Regions from separate parts of the Zea mays genome. Here all the other regions are linked to region 1. Evidence: chromatin contacts called from public Hi-C data. All regions are on one chromosome and are shown on one strand. Each heading gives the region's core, a stretch centred on a gene start, on an enhancer-like site or on the middle of the called end of the contact. The rest is flanking DNA. Distances are from core to core; before and after follow the strand shown. Region 1 holds the start of LOC103643160 (ubiquitin carboxyl-terminal hydrolase 17-like). Region 2 holds the start of LOC100191284 (Short-chain dehydrogenase/reductase SDR). Region 3 holds the start of LOC100277273 (ENTH/VHS family protein).

Region 1 (2,805 bases), core at 91-2,590:
TCTGGTACTCCAGTAGTATACTAGTATCGCATCACACATCCACACCCACACATAGATGAAAATTACTTAGATGTATAAGTAATTAATAATATGGAATAACTAGGTTTATGAACATTTCAGCATGAGAATAAAGTATGAATCATTTTCTGTCACATAGTCGAATATACAAACAGATCAATACCAAGTATTTTTGTCCATGAAATTGGTGACCTTGAGGCATGTAAAATAACATGCAAGTTACTACGAGAAGGTTACACCATAGCACATGTTGTGGCCTAATTTGATAAAAGAAAATACAGATTAAATTGGCAGGAACCTAGATTCTAAGTGGCAGAGACATGGAGACAGGGATGTGAAACAAACTGTTGATTTTGTAGGTACAAGCTATCAGGGACTCCGAGAATATGATATCCATCCAAAGCTCTATCGAATCCGAGTTTCTGTGAGGAATCAGCAACGCTGTGCATCGACCCAAGGTTATCGAGCGACGATTTAAAAACGGCCATAAGGATTAAATGAGGGTTAGCAGTGCCCTAAACCAGGGTAGCGTTCCCAAAGGTTTGGTGGAGAGTCTAAATTTTGTGTAATAACTAAAAAAATGTACCAATTACAGGACCCAATCCACTCCAAAATTGTGCAAATCACGTAGTATCTATGTTCCCACAAATTCCCCAATCACTGGATGGAATTAAACAAACTGGAGACTGAATCAGGGGGGCGGTGAAGGCAGGGATTCGCCCGCACTCACCAGTACTTGACGGCCTTGCACTGCTTGCACCTGAACGTGGTGGGCCTGAAGCACACCGCACAGACCCCCTTTGCCCCCACGGACGGCTGCGGCTGCGCGTCGAACTCCTCCTGCGCCGGGACCGGGACCGCCACCGGCGGCGGGCCCCACTCGGGCGCCCCCGCGGCGTGCACGACGCCCGGGAACAGCTCGGAGTAGTAGGCAAGCGCGGACTCGCGCTCCGCCAGCTCGGACTCCTCGGCAGCCAGCCGCGCGAGGCGGCGCACCTCCTCCCTCCGCGCCGCGGCCCGGCGCCAGCGGCCCCGCACCAGCAGCGCCACCGCCGGCACCACGACGAGCGCCACCAGCGCCAGCACCAGGGCCGCCGCCGCCGCCGCCGAGGACGACTCCGCCGCCTCCTCCATTGGGCCCCTGCAGCTCCCCTCCTCAGCCCGGTCCTCCTCCCCCTCCGCGCATAGATCTCGGCCCCGCCGCTCCTACTCGCCGGATCCGGGCCCCGATTCCCACCTAACCGGCGCAAACGCAAATCCGCTGCGAAAATTTCCCCCCTCCCTCTCAGGTTCGGGTTCGTTCCGTGCCTGGTCTGGTCTTGGGAAGTGGCGCGCGCAGAGGCAGGCCAGGCTGCAGCGGCAATGAAGGAAGGCACCAAGCAGCAGCCGGCGGGCAGCGGTACCCGTTTCCGGTCCGCGCACGCTCCCGAGGAATAATTAGACGACTTGTGGAGGGGGCGAGGTGCAAAAGGTGCTCGACGACGAGACAGGCAGGGAGACGGAGACGGGGCAAGTAAGTAAGGGCCTGATTGGTTGCCCGCATATAGGCCAACCAGGCTCACGGTATGCGGTCGTAGTGTGTTTGGTTGTAGGTTGCATCCACGTAACTAGGCGCGTGCTACTTTGCCGCTTGTTTGGTTTGCCGCATATGCATCAGCGCATGTGTCTCGCGATGCAAAAAAGGAGCTCGGGCCAGGCTCTAGAGATGCGACCAAAATCTGCGCATCTGTGGAGCCAGGCTCACGCGATGCACAGCCAGGCTGCCGCGGACCTGGCTCGCTCGGCCATGCTGCCTAGATACGGCAACCAATCAGGCCCTAACGGTACCGGCGGGGCAGCACAGCGGCGCTGACGCGCGGTACAAGAAAGGAATGGGTTCCGACTTCCGACGGACGGGACGGGACCGTGGGCTCTGGTTGTCCGTCCGTGCGTACGAGCGCGCCTGGCCGTCCGATGGGCCTCATCAGTTGGGTCCTGGCCGTTGATGGGATTTCTTTCCGCGGGGGCAAGTCCTCTGCTCGGACTCGGAGCAAGTGCTTAGTTTCCGCGGGAGAGGAAACGCGGGAAACTGTGTGGCGGTACCCGCCATTATTCCGGGGGACCCCACGTGCAGGCTGACGAGCGGACCCCATGCGAGATCTTGTCATGATCGATTTGTTTCCTCTTTGATTGGTGAGGTCTGTCTGGCTGAGTTTCTGATGGATATTGCGTGTTTATTGGAGTGCTAGTATCTCGGTGAAGGTACTTTTTTTATGAGGAAACTTCGGCAGGCCGATCTTTTCCCATTGTGTGGTTCCTTTGTGTCACGTCACTTGAGACGAACCTTAGTATTCTGATGCAAGTCGTTTCCTGCCAACATTCGGTTCCCATCCCCCCATGCTTAATGCGTCCAAAAAAAATAAAATCTGGTGACCTTCCAACTAGGCAAATGATCGTCCAGAAAAAGGTGACATAGGGATTATAGGAAGTTGATACAAGTGAACTTTGCCGACAGAAACTAGGCAGTGTGTGTTCACCGAACCAGGCCTCCATTTTCCAGCGACTTTTGCTCCACCCACCCAACAATTTCCGTCCGAGATTTTCCGCGTCCTAGGTTGGATTGGACTTGCTTGGAGTTGCGCGCGCGGACCAAGCGTCAACTACCGCTACAGAGAAACGAGTAGAAGCAGCATGGCCGCACGCACGGGCGCAAGCGTGTGAGGCAGGCAAGCCCAACAGACGACCGATGCCGGATAGGGGCCATCCTCCAGGCCCCACCTCCTCCTTTTGAGTCAGCGTCGACCGCGT
Region 2 (2,857 bases), core at 308-2,807, 650 kb before region 1:
GATTCTGAACTACTCCCTCCGCCATCCTCATATATCTTTAGCAAGGATAGATAGTACCAGGTATAAACGCATATGATCGCCAGCTCAGAGAGTGTTGAAATCTTCATCTTAATCAGATATAGGGTCACTATATATCAAGATGGAATACCAACTCATATGCAAACAGCTGGGAGGGCATAGAAGATGGAGGAGCGCAAGAGGAGCACAAGATGGGGGCTGCTAAAACTCCACTAACTGCTTCAGAACCAAAGATCTTCCCCAAAATTTTCCTCTCTCTTTCCAGCAACATGAATTTGAAGTTGTCGTGCTGACCGAGTGCCATCAAACTTCTGGCCATACTTGCCAAACACATTAGTTATATAGCTCAACACGAACAGATTCGTAATAGTTAGAATAATCATTGCATGCATGTAAGCTCACAAAAGAAGTATGAGTGCCTTAAATCTTAGCTTTAGGGTCAAGAGCAAAAGCAAAAGAATACAGCATAGGAATGCTCTTCAAGTACTTTAACTACTTAGCTTTTCATAGAATAAAATGCCCTAGCTAGCTCATACATATGTTTTGAGCCTTTGCAATTTGCTTTTTCTCATTCATTTATTTCTATATTGAACACCTGATTATCCTTCGTGGCCTTCATATCATCAATTTCATGATTGCCAATTTTTCTCAACAACCTTTGATATAAATCTATCTTATATATATAAGATACTAGAGTAAAGTTTAGTCTACTAGTTGTCTCAATTACTAAAAAAAACACATGCATGAAGTTTACGTAATGTATGTACATGAACTTCTTTTGTACAATTTCTTTTGTACTATGTACAGTACGTATGGTAAATCTGTACGATACCATCTTTTTAGGACATATGCAATCACACTCTGTACCCTGTTTTTTGAGAGGTCTCTAAGATGTTAATGGAAAAGAATACAAGATATAATTGATTTTAAAGATGTCCCAATGTATCATACAGTTTCTTATATTAACTATATATCTCTTCTATTTAGAAAACTGATCTAGGGCTCTAGATTTTAAGTGCCCTTAGAGCAACGACTCTCCAAGTACCAGCATCGACGAACACCAAGATGCCTGTCCTCAAAGGCACCCGTGGAAAACTGCTCTCTCGCTGTCCGCTAGATACAGGTGGCGGAGGCGGCGGCATGGATGATACATGCACACCGGCCGAGGTGTCATCGGGAGCTGCAGCACTGTGCTGGACATCTCTGGTGATCGAGCAGGGCAGGCGACTGCAGATTCTCTGTTTCCCTCCTTTGCCCGACGACGCGAAAACGCCAAAAAAAAATTAATTTGAGCAAGCTAGGTGATTCCAGTGCCCGCTCTGTAGCGGCCAGCAGCGGATCCAGGGGCTGCGTATCGTGCGCCTAGTTTCTATTGAGAAAATCGTTGCCATATAGTCATAAATTATCCTTAAACTCTAGTTTTGATTCTAAATCCTTATCATTGTCCTCTTTCGAATCCTGGATCCAGGGAGATCCGATCCACCTCCCCCCTGGCTGCGGGGCTGTTAAAAGCAACGGAGAAACCGAGGGAGAGGGGACAACGGACAACCGCCCTTCTCCATCCGGTCTCCAAGCCAACGACTCGAGTCGTTCAAAACTGGACACAGCAGTGAACCGGAGCTGCTTGCTTGCTGTCTCGCCAAGAAGCAAGAGTAGGAGGAGCAGCTGGTCTCTCGCCAAGTCGCGCCTCTCCCTCCTCTCTTCTCTTTTCTCCCTCGCGTCGCGCGCTCCACATGCTGAGCCTGAGGTCAGTATCCGGCTCCAACTCCTCGAGGGGCATCGCCGCCGTGGTCGGCGTCGGCCCCAGGCTGGGCTCGGCGGTGGCGCGCAAGTTCGCCTCCGAGGGCTACACCATCGCCATCCTCTCGCGCGACCTCGGCACGTCCTCCCTCCCATCCTCTCTCTCTCTTTCGATCGGAGCACAAAGCTGAGTCCTTGCGCCTTGCGCGCGTGGCGTCTCGCAGTGAGTAAGTAAGCAAGTGACACGAGAGGTGCGTGCGCGTGGTTGCAGAGAAGCTGTCGCAGCTGGCGGAGGAGATCGCGCAGGCGGCCAAGGCGCAGGTGTTCGCGCTGCGGGTGGACTGCGCCGACGCCCGGTCCGTGCGCGAGGCCTTCGAGGGCGTGCTCTCCCTCGGCCCCGTCGAGGTGCTCGTCTACAACGCCTGCGAGCCGCCTGCAGCCAACGAGGACGCGCGCCCCGCGCCCTTCCTCGCCGTCACCCCCGACGCCTTCCACCGCGCCCTCGCCGTGTCCGCCGGAGGGGCCTTCCACTGCGCGCAACAGGTACGTGCGGTGCGGACTTCCTCCTCCTCCTTGCACACACAGACACAGCACAGCGCATACATACCGATCTCTCTCTCACTAGTCACTGCGCGTGCCGCCCTGCGCTGCGTTGCATGTCGTCGCATCGCAGGTCATCCCGGGCATGGTGGAGAGGGGCAGGGGCACCATCATCTTCACGGGCTCCTCGGCGTCGGTCACCGGCTTCGCCGGCTACTCCGATCTAAGTAAGTGGGGGGTGGCGCGCGCCTACAGAGCCAACAAACCCTGCCTGCTGCCTTTGTAGCTAGCTAGCTTATAAGCGATTCTTAGCTTGACGCGCATGCATGCGTGTGCAGGCAGCGGCAAGTTTGCCCTGCGGGGGCTGTCCCAGTCGCTGGCCAGGGAGTTCCAGCCGGCCGGCGTGCACATTGCGCATGTGATCATCGACGGCGTCATCGGCGAGAGGAGGTCAGTCGTCAGAACTCGGCTACGTACGTACGTTCATTAGCTAGCTAGTAACCCCATCATCCGATCCGATCGATGCGCGCGCATAGTATCGGCCACCGGTCCCCTTTCT
Region 3 (2,814 bases), core at 94-2,593, 860 kb after region 1:
ATGAAACTTAATTGTGCTAGGAGGGGAAAAAAGATAGAAATTACAGTAATAGGCCGGTCAAATCAATGGTTAATCTAGAGAAAAAGAGAATTGCAGTATTCATCGACCGAGCGATCAAGGCCGTGAATAATCGGCGGAAACCTGGCACTGTAGCTGCCCCTGCAGCTTCTTGGTTGTCCTTCGCTGCTCCGGTTGCGACAGACTCTGGAAGCCTGAGGCCCTGCTGGTGCTCAAGGACAAGGAACCGAGCAACCTGGCGGACCATGTGCCGCTGGTGCTGTCCTTCACCGAGTGGGCGTCCCAGGCGTCGTCCATGAGCCCCTGGTGCTGCTGCTGGTCCTCGCCGTCGCCTTCGTCCACTGTGGCTGCCCACCTGCTGCCGCTCTTGTAATTCGACGAGGCGGCCCAACAGTCGTCGTCGGCCGTGTAGGCGTCGCATTTTTTGTCGTGGCGGTAGTCGGCGTCGGGGGCGCAGGTGAGGCACATGGTAGGGCTGTCGGAGTAGTGGGAGCCGCCGCCGAAGGACCAGGTGCGCGAGGTCCTGGAGGAGGCGGAGGACGACGCCGAGGACGGGGAGGACGACGACGTCGGGCTGCCGAAGCCCCCGCCGCCGCCGTGCACCTCGTGGGAGACCCTGCGCCGCGCCTCCCTGAGGCGGTCGGCGTCCGTGAGCAGCGACAGGACGCTGTCGGTCCGGCGCTGCATGCAGGCGCCCCAGTCGAAGCCCTTGTCGTCCACGTAGTGGAAGCTGCGGAGGTCGTGCATGGCGCGCACGTCCGCCAGGAACTCGCGGGGCAGGTCCTCGGGGCCGTGGGTCAGCAGGAACTCCAGCACCACCAGCGCCTTGTACACGGGGCGCCACTCCTTCCAGTCGGCGGCGCGGCTCAGCCTCTGGTGCAGCACCTTGGCGATCCTCCACAGGTCGTCCATGTCGAAGGCGGCGTCTGCGATGCACGCCAGCGTCTTGGCGTCGGGGACGCAAGGCTCGTTGTTGGTGGCCTCCTGGGCCAGCCTGCACGCACGCATGCCTGAGTATCCATCCGATCACATCACCATGCATCACCCTATACCATCCAGTGTATCGTCAGGCACTCACAGCTCTGCCGGCGTCACGTCGCCCAGCGCCAGCCTCGCCTGCTTGTACTTGTCCTGCAGGAACCCCGACGCCTGCCGTTTCACCTGGCCGGCCAGCAGCTGCCACCGCGCCGTGCTTGCGGCCATCGCCGTCGTCAGTCAGCCCGTCCTAATTGGAATCGATCCAGCTGCCAGTCTCAGCAGGCAACTGAATGAATCTATCTACCAATCCCAAACCCAAACGCATGCTGCATGGATGGTGGTGGCGGAGAATGCATGGGGATGAGATGGCCGGAGACACAAGGCGCGGTCGTGGGACGGACGGATGGATGGATGGCCGAGGCCGGCCGGGCATGCATGCGCGACTTTGGTTGCGCAGCGACTAAGCCAAGCCAGCCACCCGCCAAATCGCGCGTCGTTCTCGGCGCCGCATGCAGCCGGGGCGGACCTGTTGCTTCCACCTCCATTCATCAGTCGCCGCTCATCATGGTAATTTGGAACCTCCCAACTATTTACGCGAATTCGATTTGTTTTTTTGGACTCTTTTAAACTTTTTAAGCCCTACCTCCGTGGATGGTTTAAAAAAGAACAGTTTTGGCTATATCTACATGACACCAGGCAGCCAACCAGGAAATAAATGGTTTCATATCTGCTGTCTTTGTTCCTTTGTTTGTTTAGAATTATTTGATCTTATATGGCCTCCCAAAATTTAAAGCTAACAGAGGATTCAGACGAGGATATATCCTTGTAGACCGCGGAGTGAATCATCACACAGTCCATGCAAATTGCGAGCAATGTTTCCTCAGAAGTAATGTCTTGCTTAACCATCAAGATGTGCAATGAAAAATCAAGTTCTGATTGCACATTAACAGCGTATATCATGTGATTTAACTTGTAGCAACACTATCGCCTCCAAGAGGCATCAGCTAACAACATTCAAACAGAACCAAACGCTTTCTCATTTGTCATCACCATCAATACATCATAGTCAACTTGCACACTAGAAGCGTATAAGAGCATCTCCAACAACGTGACTTATAAAGATACCATATAATTTAAAAATGAGTATATTTTATAGAATTTATGGTATCAATAAAACATTCCGCTCCAACAGTAAAAACCTCAAATCTAGATTATAGGGCAGCCCACTGTGGTGTAGTATATTTGAGGCACTTGAGAGGATGCCCTATAGTTTTTGACCAAATTTTATGAAATGAGACATTGTTGGAGTAGTTTTTCCTGCGTAAAACCTTATATTTCAATTTGAAATACTAGTTTGAGGCATTGTTAGAGATGCTCTAATCGAGTAGGAAGTCAATTTGTTTTCAAGAGAGTTGTAATCACTTGACGTAACTTTCTTGAATTTACTAAAATCTTTTCCTTATAAAAAATGTCAGGCTCCATATATTTTCTAAAATCATGCTCTATATTGTAGCATCTAGCTCAGAAAATATAGAATGATTTTAGAAAAAAGAAAGTGAAACCGATTTCATATTTTTTGGACTCATCAAACTTTCTATGTTTTTCCTAATAATAAATGAGTTTTTATATTTTTTTCAATGCATATTTATTCCAACAATTAGGTGGATATTTATTTGAAAAAAATACGCATTCCTTTTTATAAAGTATAATTGATTCCCAAAGTATCACAAAAATCTAATTTACTTCCCTCGTGGCTGATTTGATTTACCTCATAACTGATGTGGTGCTACTATTGCCTTCTCTTAGCAGATGTGGTGC

The links. Hi-C and Micro-C count contacts between places; a contact is called where the count stands out from the background.
Region 2: a Hi-C map of ear shows a contact between it and region 1, with 3 times the contacts expected there. The contact joins the promoter of LOC100191284 here to the promoter of LOC103643160 in region 1. A contact is called at or near these places in 4 of 25 Hi-C or Micro-C datasets (ear, endosperm, leaf and 1 more).
Region 3: a contact with region 1 is called in a Hi-C map of leaf, with 5 times the contacts expected there. The contact joins the promoter of LOC100277273 here to the promoter of LOC103643160 in region 1. A contact is called at or near these places in 7 of 25 Hi-C or Micro-C datasets (bundle sheath, ear, leaf and 2 more).

What each region holds. Positions count from the first base shown.
Region 1 is chr1:205,004,404-205,007,208 of Zm-B73-REFERENCE-NAM-5.0, forward strand. LOC103643160 (ubiquitin carboxyl-terminal hydrolase 17-like) reads right to left here and starts at 1,341. Exons shown (of 11, transcript NM_001326697.1): 1 at 749-1,341. The coding sequence starts at 1,152.
Region 2 is chr1:204,351,389-204,354,245 of Zm-B73-REFERENCE-NAM-5.0, forward strand. LOC100191284 (Short-chain dehydrogenase/reductase SDR) reads left to right here and starts at 1,558. Exons shown (of 5, transcript NM_001136718.2): 1 at 1,558-1,896; 2 at 2,030-2,301; 3 at 2,432-2,525; 4 at 2,637-2,748. The coding sequence starts at 1,752.
Region 3 is chr1:205,868,448-205,871,261 of Zm-B73-REFERENCE-NAM-5.0, forward strand. LOC100277273 (ENTH/VHS family protein) reads right to left here and starts at 1,344. Exons shown (of 2, transcript NM_001398925.1): 1 at 1,097-1,344; 2 at 1-1,012. The coding sequence starts at 1,221. The coding sequence ends at 115.